Linked DNA regions of Mus musculus: all the other regions are linked to region 2. The links are chromatin contacts, called in public HiChIP or PLAC-seq and promoter capture Hi-C maps. All regions are on one chromosome and are shown on one strand. The core of a region is the stretch at or near the end of the contact, and the rest is flanking DNA. Distances in the headings are between cores, read along the strand shown. Region 1 overlaps Vwa8 (von Willebrand factor A domain containing 8). Region 2 holds the start of Naa16 (N(alpha)-acetyltransferase 16, NatA auxiliary subunit). Region 3 overlaps Vwa8 (von Willebrand factor A domain containing 8).

Region 1 (2,732 bases), core at 195-2,694, 230 kb before region 2:
ACTTTCATTTTAGAATAAATAGCTCATGCGGCATTTTGTGACGTGTACTTACAGGCATGCAAACTTAGGCTTATTCAGAAACAACTGTTCTGAAGCTAATGATGTTTATCTGTTGAGCATTATTCAAAACATAATTATCAGCGTCAGCTCCTGGCTGAGCAAGTGATGCAAGGCCACAGAGATGTCATTCAGTCTCTCTGTGAATCATTTTCATAACAATAGACATTTTATCTATATGTTGGTATTTTAGGGAAAGTGGATAACTAGAAGGAGAGTTGCCCCTTTTAACCAGTGGCTATGTAATACTTACAGTCGCTGTCACAGGGCCACTCATCTAGGGCAGAAGAACAAGGACATCTAGCCATCATACCGTTAAGGAAAACTTACCGGGCTGCAGACAGTGCACAAAATCACCGACCCCCTCCCTACAAAGCAGAGACATCCGGTGAATTGTTCAGGTTGAGTGTGGACGGAACCTTAACGTATATGCAGATCAGGATGGATGAAATAAAAAAAAAAGTTATCCTACGCAGGGGCATCTTAGAGTTTGGGCAAAGGTGGTGTGAGGCTTTAACCACCATTCAGTTAATATTCTCACAGGACTGTCTTAGAGCCATGATCTGACTTTTGGTTTGTGGCCAGGTTCTAGACATAACAACTGTGTCCCCTTGATTTCTTTCCAGGGGGAAGAGACACCGCAGGTCTTGGTGGCAAAGGAGGTCCTTATCGCTTGGATGCAGGCCACCCAGTGTATCAAGTCTCTGAGGTGGAGAAAGATGCAGTTCCTGAGGATGTCAAGAGAGCTGCAAGAGAGATGGCCCAGAAAGCATTTCAGCAGAGGTGAGTGTGCCTTGTGCATCTAGAACAGTGCAGGTGAGTAGTATACACACACACACACACACACACACACACACACACACTCACACTCACATACACACTCACTCAAAGCTAGAGTCACAAGGACTATGTCCTAGGATGATACTAAGAAAGGCAAAGATCTCTGGGCTAACAGGCCTGTCCTCATTTAGGGTTTGGAGATAAGAAAAGAGCCTAGAAATTCAAGTCAAGTGCGCCTTCAGGTTTCAGACGCATATGCCATGGCTGCCTTGGGCTACTGATTGGCCCCCCACTAGAAAGGAAGACTCCACAGGGTATTTTACTAGAAGTTCACACGTGCCCTTCAGCAAAAAGTGAAAAATCTCAAAGCAGCAGGGAGCACCCTTTCACACTGAGGAGGGACAGAGAGCAGATTTCCATTTCTGTGCTCAGTGGAAGGAGCTGGGGCAGCCCGACAAAAACATGGTGAAGAGTATGTGAGTTATGAAATTCCTCCCACGTAGAACATCTGGAATGTTCTCACATGCCGTGCTTTCACATCCTACAAGTAAACAGCAGAGAACAAGAGAGACAAAAATGCAGGTCCAGCCGCCACGCCCTCAGGAAAGCCCGCAAGCCTCTCACCCCTGTGGTACTGCAGCAGGTAAACTTCAGGTGTCGGGGCTGTGTTGCCCTCAGCCTCATCACTGACTTCCCTGGAGCCTCGGGCAGCTGTTCTGCCCTCCCTGTGCCACGCTGCATCCGTGGAAATGGGGAGTCCCCTTCCCCCCGCCCCCAGAGGTTGTGAGACTAGAAAACTTTTTAGGGATCAAAGTATGCATTTCTCAAAAGACGTGGAGGAAAGTCACGTCATAACGACAAGTCTTATTAGAATTAAAATTACTCAACATCTCATATGAAAAATAAAACTTCCTTTGAGAAAAAAATAGAAATTAGGCATGCGTCATTCTCCTCTTCAATTAGTAAAGGGCTGTTACTGCCACGCCCCAGCCCTCGCAAGTGATTATCCAGTCTGATTCTGCTTACTTGGTCATACAGAGTGCCCTAGCACATGAGCGGTCATGAGAGGCAGGAAGCTTTCACAGTGGCACTTAGCCATGAGTAAGCTAAGATTGCTCCTCTCTGACTGCCACCAGAACAAAACCTATCGGGACACTATGAAGAACCTCCAGGGAGAGGGGCCAAGGGCCACCTGTGATCCTAAGACAGCTGAATGTACCTGCCTATGAGGTAGTGAAGGGAAGAAAGCAGGCAGGGTGTGAGACGAAAGAGATGAAGCACACAGAGACCCTGGGAAAGACTGCACAGCAAAGCAAGAACAAACACTACCTTAGAAGTGGGCTTGCGACCCACCGGACAAGTGTCTACTCAGCACTGCCAAAAGTGCATCTTTTAACTTTTTCTTCTGGACCTTTTCAAGCCCAGCTGTAAGTAAAGAGAAGCACATGATGAACCCTGCAGACCCTGCCCCATCCCATTCTCCTCTTTGGATTGTTTAGAGCTAATCCAAGATATTATCTCATCTTGTCATAAATCTTGCAGACCGTCTCTCTACCCACAACTAAATAAGACAGAAATTCCACAAGCCCACCGATACACACATCCATTTCTATGGTAATAATTCTTTATTCTCGTCTTGATTTCAGAATGAGTCATGTGCACAGTGAGGTCAGGTCCAGATGCTTTCACAGCATCCTGTATCTTGTCTCTAACACCGACCACTCTCTCCCATCTTATCACTTGTGGGAGGGATGGCTTCTCCCCTCCTCTGTAAGCTGCACGAGGACAGAGCCTGGAGTGGGGCAAACACACACAGAGAATGAGCAACACACGTGCGTGCAGGAGCCGGCTTTCACCTGTTGGTTCCTGTCCTACGATGGACTGACTAAGCAGTC
Region 2 (2,941 bases), core at 97-2,596:
GCTAGATGTGGTATCCAGAACTGTAATCCCATCACCCTCCAGGCAAAAGCAGATGAGTTCAAGGTTATTTTTGGCCAACCTGAAATATATGGCCATCTCAAAAAAAAAAAAAAAAAAAGAAAGAAAGAAAAAGAAAAAAAAAGAAAAAAAAAAAAGAAAAAAAGTAGTCCCCTAGTCCACTTGTATCATTGTTAACATTCTCAATGCTACATGTCAAGCTTCTGTTGGCTTGAGCCAGTACTAAGTGTAACATTTTGTCAGGTGATGGCAACAAAGTATTAAGATCAGTGTTTCCTTACTCAACAGCTAACGCTATTCAGCCACGTGCTCTCAATACAAATTCACCCTGAAATCTAAAAGCTTGCCCAGCAAGTAGCACATTCTCAAATTAAAAGGGCAGCTTAGAACATACCGCTATTAACTCATTTTCTTTTCTAAATCTTTAAGAGCCCCGCAACATACAGAGAAGAAGCGTGTCACCTCTCTCCTCCCTGAAAGGATATAACCTGGTCAAGGTGCCAAGGTGGCAGATATGCTGGCACACTCCCCAGAGAAAACTTCTTGTCTGGGCACAGTGGCAAATGCCTTGAATCCCAGCACTCGAGAGGCAAAAAAAAAAAAAGCAGCTCTAAAATCTAGGCTAGCTTTGTCTGCATAGAGAGATCCAGGCCAGCCAGGGCTACAGAGTGAGCATGTCTTAAGTAAACTTTAAAAACGTAAAACCGAACCTCGTTTAGCTGGGCATGGGTCTAACATGACCAAGGCAACTTGTTATTAATCATCATTATTACTATTCTTATTCAGGCTTCAAAGCCACGTAAAGGGTCTCAAGCACAAAGCCCTTCTCCGCAGCTTTCATCACGAGGACGAGTTAGAAGCAAGTTTCTGGCAAATCACTTCCAAAACCGGGCCCGCACAAACATGCAAACTCTCCCGCACAGAGGCATGGGCTCCCGAGGATCGCGGGCTCCATGTTCCCGTACCCCGCAAGCAGCGGTGCTTGGCCCAGCCTGGACCCGAAGCAGCTCGGACTACTCCGAGGGGAGGACTGCAGGGACCCGCTGAGCCCGGCGCCGGGGTTCCGGCGACTCGGCCGGGGAACTTTCTGGAAAGCTCCCGCAGTGGGGAGCTCCAGAGTCAGGGAGGGAGCGCCGCGGGGGAACGGAAGGAGAAGCGGCCGGAGGAGAGCCCGGCTCGGTGGGAAAGAAAGCGCGCAGGGGTCGGGCGGGCCACCGCTCACCAGCACGCGCTTGAAGAGGGCGCTCTCCTTGGCGGGCAGCTGCACGCAGGGCATCGTGGCGGCGATGGGGAGGCCTGCTCGAGCGACCAGCCAGGACCCGGGCCGCGGGTTACCTCGGCGGGATGCCACGGGAAGCGGAACACAGCGCACTCCAGTGGGCGGCCCGGGAGGGAAGCCCGCGCGCGCCAAGATGGCGACCAGGGCTCGCCCCGCCCCCCCGCGGGGTGCGCATGCGCAGTCTCGCGGCCAAGAGAAAGACTAGACTCTTCTCACCCGGGAGGTCTCCGGGTCGGTGCAGGGCTGTGGCTCCTGTCACGTCTTAAGCGCCTAGTCATTTACTCGCCCTAATCTCTGGACTGTTCGTCTCACGCTGGTTATTAGGCTTCTGTCCTAGATGATGTAAAACTGTTTTCCGAGTTAACTTTTATTCTTTTGTGCAGTGGAAACCCTGCTTAATACCACGAACACTCTTGGTTTAGAATCCATTTGTCCTTCCTTTTCTTGCTGTTTTTAAAAGGACTCTTAAAAAGAAGCCTTAAACCGGGCGGTGGTGGCGCACGCCTTTAATCGCCTTTAATCCCAGCACTAGTTCTGAGTTCGAGGCCAGCCTGGTCTACAGAGTGAGTTCCAGGACAGTCAGGGCTATACAGAGAAACCCTGTTTCGAAAAACAAAAAACAACAACAAAAAAAGAAGCCTTATCTTTTCATTGCATATGAAAGTAGTGATCAGACCTTGAAATGATGGAACTGGCGAGACAGCCCCTTTAGGCAAAGGATAGGAAGGAGAAAAAAAAAAAAAAGTCTCAGCCGCGAGGGAACCCAACATTTTCAGTAATAATTGCAGAATTTTTACAGATCTACTGATCCTCGAGTCTACTGCCTCTTTCACCACATAGACTACCCAATAATGGGAAAAACAGGATACAATCCTAGAATGTTTCAGGGATGACTTCTCCAAAAAAATGAAACATACTAACAACACGCAAGAACATACAGATAGACATCTGTGACAAGAAGGATCACATACCAGATGTTGGTGTAGTATTAAAAGGTGTGTGTAAACATATGTATATAAACATATAAATTCTGAATCCTAATTTCTGCACGTGCCTGTAGTAATAGTACTGGAAAATCAAGGGCAAGAGGATTACAAGTTCAAAGCCAGGCTAGGCTATGTAGTGAGAGCCTTTTTTTTTTTTTTTTTTTTAAGGGGACGGAAGAAGCTACAGGAATCGGGAAATGGCACATCCTATAAAGTTCATTCTCCAGAACCCTTTTGCTTGTTTTGTTTTTCAGAGACAGGGTTTCTCTGTGTACCCTTCGCTGTCCTGGAACTCACTCTGTAGACCAGGCTAACCTCAAACTCAGAAATCTGCCTACCTCTGCCTCCCTAAAGCTGGGATCAAAGGCGTGCGCCACCACTGTCTAACATGGAAGGTGACTCAAGATAGGGTTGCCCGTGTCAATCACTTGCCAGAGATAACTATAGGTAATAATTCTACATAAGACACCACATTGACAGATGCAATGTTTGCTTTCAGGTGAACTTCATCCTATGCCCCCCACTCCGTCCCCTATGTTTGAGAGGGTTTGATCTTCTTTTGTTTTGTTTTGTTTTGTTTTGTCTTGAGAGAGGGTTTCTCTGTCTAGCCTTGGCTGTCCTGAAAATTGCTCTGTAGACCAGGCTGGACCCAAACTTT
Region 3 (2,722 bases), core at 200-2,699, 250 kb before region 2:
TGCGTCTCAGTTTATATAAGTCTACCAGCAGGAGCATTTATCACTCCCTAGGGGTGACTGTGAACCATGCAGGTCTGGCTGCCTGTTAAAATTTACGGCGTTTGTGACAGGCCGGGCGGGGAGCTACAGCTGAGCTCCTGCTCCGGTGACTGTCCCCTGGCTGCTGCGGCTGGGGTCACTGCCGTCAACAGGCACAGACAGAAAGGTCACTTCTCTGTTTTGTTCATGTTGAGAAACGCGTTAGATAATTATCTGTCTTTTGTTGTCTAAGAAGAATAGGCGCATGGGAGGGGTGTCCTTTCCTTTCCTTGAATTTTCCCCACTGGGCTCCCTAAAACAGAATGGCTGTGCACACAGTCCACACAAAGAGCACAGCACTCCAGAGATGACCCACCCATTGGTCAGGATCTGAGAGTCTTTGTTCTCAAGGAGATACCTCACCATAGGCCAGCCTTCCTCAGGGTCTGGAAAGCCTCCGTCCTTTAAACAACCATCCCAAAGGTTGTGTTCCGTGGAAAGTTACAACAATGTATACCTCACCTGTGGGTCGTGGGCATGGTTTCAACCCTGCACACACACACCAGCAGGGACAGGTTTGCCATGGATAAAGCACCCTGGATGGATGGGACTCTTGTCACAGGCAGTGGGGACAGCCTGCTGGGAGACTGCTGAGAAGCAAAAGCAGGTGCTGTATGGAAGCCAGGCTCACTTTTGGAAGGCCAGTCACATGGTGGCTCTTCTCCAATCCACATACTTGGAATTCATCCAGAATGCAGACTTTGCTGCTCTGACCTCACCTGATCCCTCTCACAGCCAGCAAGCTATCTTTACCTCTAAACAGACAGCCATGGGCTACAAACCCTCCAGTCAAAGGAACATACGGAGATTGTCGGAAATTCTTTTGAGATTGAAAATGTCTTTTAAGCCCAGTCTCTCTGAGGAGTTCTATAATGTCTGCATGTCTCTGAGACCCAAAGCCCCACCACACACACACACACACACACACACACACACACACACACACACACGACATAGTTCCTTGCCTGTTCCTTCAAAACCTCTTAAAATCATTATCTACGAGGCTGGCTAAGAATGCTTACTAATGAGGATGGAGAGATGGCTCCGTGATGAAGAAGAACACTGGCTGATCGTGCAGAAGCTCAGCTCCCAGCACCCGCATGGCAGCTCACAACCATCTGTAAGTCCAGTTCCAGGGCATCCGATGTCCTGGCCTTATTAAAAACTAAGTCCTGATCTGCCTGCCTTGGTTCTACTTCCAGACCTCCATCCTCTTGCCTCCCCTGATGACTTTATCCCAGCCTCCGTGAGCTGGATTCAGTGGGCTTGAGTTTCTCTTCTTCTGGCCCTGTGCTGCACCCAATCCCACACTCTGAGCTCTCTACCGCCCACCTCTCCTCTGCCTGTCTTGTCCACTTCTTTCTGGGCTCCTTCCTGCCACACTTCCCCCTGGGCCACGCTCCTCTACTCTTTCAAGGTAGCTTACTCATCTTCATGGTTTCAGGCTGTTAGAAAATACATGCATAAATATAATAAGTCATAGCAATTGTGGGAATTTACAAAATGAGCACTTAAAGGAAAACTCAAATGAGTTCTCTCTTTCCTGTCTTATTCATATTGTTAATGTATCTCATATTTGGATGGTAATGAGTCACCCTCACGTAGATAGAAAAGAGTTTCAATCTGAAAATGACATTTTTTTTAACATGTTGTGCAATGGCTAAGGGGTGAGATTGAAAAATAATAGGCTCCGAGAGTTTAAATCTTGTGAGTAGCAAAACAGTACTGAACTTGGGGCCGCCTGGTTGCTAAGGCTGCTAGTGTGTAGATACTTTTTGGCGACTTTGAAGTAACTGTAGCTAAATTACACAAATGGTATTTGTATCCGAGGACTGGGTAGAGTTGTTTGGCTCTGTGGGTGAATGTTAGGATGCGGCATCGCCTCTTGGTGAACCTCTCTGAGTTTCTAGTGTGCAGGTTTGGTTGCTACAGCGGGTCTGTATGAACCCAGGCAAAGGACTCTCATGTACACAGTCAGCTGCAAGCCCCTCTTCAACTCATTGTCTGCCCACTCTTTCTGGCTCTCTTCATTCAAAATAGCCTTCTCTAGCGCCTCTTCTAGGCCTGACCTCTTGCCATTTGGCTCCACCTCCTGCTGTATATCCTGCTGGCCCTGGCCTGGCACTCTTCCCCACTGTCTGTTCTAGTTACTGAGTGCAGGTCCCTCCTGCTCCTGGCAGAAACTCCACAGAACCAGGTCTCGTTGGGCTGCACATCCTTAAGGTTCTATGTCGGACTCATAGCCAGTACATAAGTTGTAGGGATGGTCTCAGTTCCTAACCATGGCTTTGAAAGAACTCAGTGGGGAAACCCCCACTCAGCTCCCGATTCTGCGTGCACCCAAGAATCACGAATAGAACACAACACCTTGATGTAACAACAAGAGGTTTTTTAATGGCGGAGCTCCGGGTCGAAACGTATCTCACATAACAGGAGACAGTGGATTCGACCACGAGGCTTGGAAGCTAGGGGTTTTTATAGAAAAGGAGTGGGGCTGGGGGAGGAATTGGCGCGGTTTCACATGATTGGTCCATTTAAACATCAGCAGCCTGTAACATTTAACTTAGGTCAGAGGGGTGGGAGCTAGGGAGGCGATGGGCTTGCCCGGGCATGTCCTGGTCTGTTCTGCTATGTTCTCAGCCCC

The links. Promoter capture Hi-C pulls out the DNA fragments that hold promoters and counts their contacts. HiChIP or PLAC-seq counts read pairs in DNA pulled down with a chosen protein or histone mark.
Region 1: a contact with region 2 is called in a promoter capture Hi-C map of the C10 cell line, with 2.2 times the contacts expected there. The contact joins the enhancer-like site here to the promoter of Naa16 in region 2. A contact is called at or near these places in 2 of 39 promoter capture datasets (the C10 cell line and cranial neural crest) and 1 of 9 other capture datasets (pancreatic islet).
Region 3: an H3K4me3 HiChIP or PLAC-seq map of embryonic limb bud shows a contact between it and region 2, with 4 times the contacts expected there. The contact joins the enhancer-like site here to the promoter of Naa16 in region 2. A contact is called at or near these places in 8 of 39 promoter capture datasets (3T3-L1-derived adipocytes, the HPC-7 cell line, cranial neural crest and 5 more), 3 of 484 Hi-C or Micro-C datasets (Th1 cells, cortical neurons and granulocytes), 4 of 115 datasets of contacts at active chromatin or transcription factors (embryonic forebrain, embryonic limb bud, large pre-B cells and 1 more) and 2 of 9 other capture datasets (adipose tissue and pancreatic islet).

Annotation. Positions count from the first base shown.
Region 1 is chr14:79,159,282-79,162,013 of GRCm38.p6, forward strand. Vwa8 (von Willebrand factor A domain containing 8) reads left to right here. Exons shown (of 45, transcript NM_027906.1): 39 at 684-840. Among named protein-coding and RNA genes, the nearest start is that of Gm30970, 25 kb to the left of the region's middle. Within about 2 kb of position 1,445, at least 7 of the 459 cell types and tissues checked have an H3K27ac peak or open chromatin away from gene starts, as enhancers often do.
Region 2 is chr14:79,389,322-79,392,262 of GRCm38.p6, forward strand. It overlaps Naa16 (N(alpha)-acetyltransferase 16, NatA auxiliary subunit), which reads right to left and starts at 1,347. Exons shown (of 20, transcript NM_025832.2): 1 at 1,241-1,347. The coding sequence starts at 1,294.
Region 3 is chr14:79,140,347-79,143,068 of GRCm38.p6, forward strand. The region is part of intron 37 of Vwa8 (von Willebrand factor A domain containing 8); the gene reads left to right. Among named protein-coding and RNA genes, the nearest start is that of Gm30970, 6.5 kb to the left of the region's middle. Within about 2 kb of position 1,450, at least 72 of the 459 cell types and tissues checked have an H3K27ac peak or open chromatin away from gene starts, as enhancers often do. A contact at or near this core is called in Th1 cells, adipose tissue and embryonic limb bud, where this site is marked.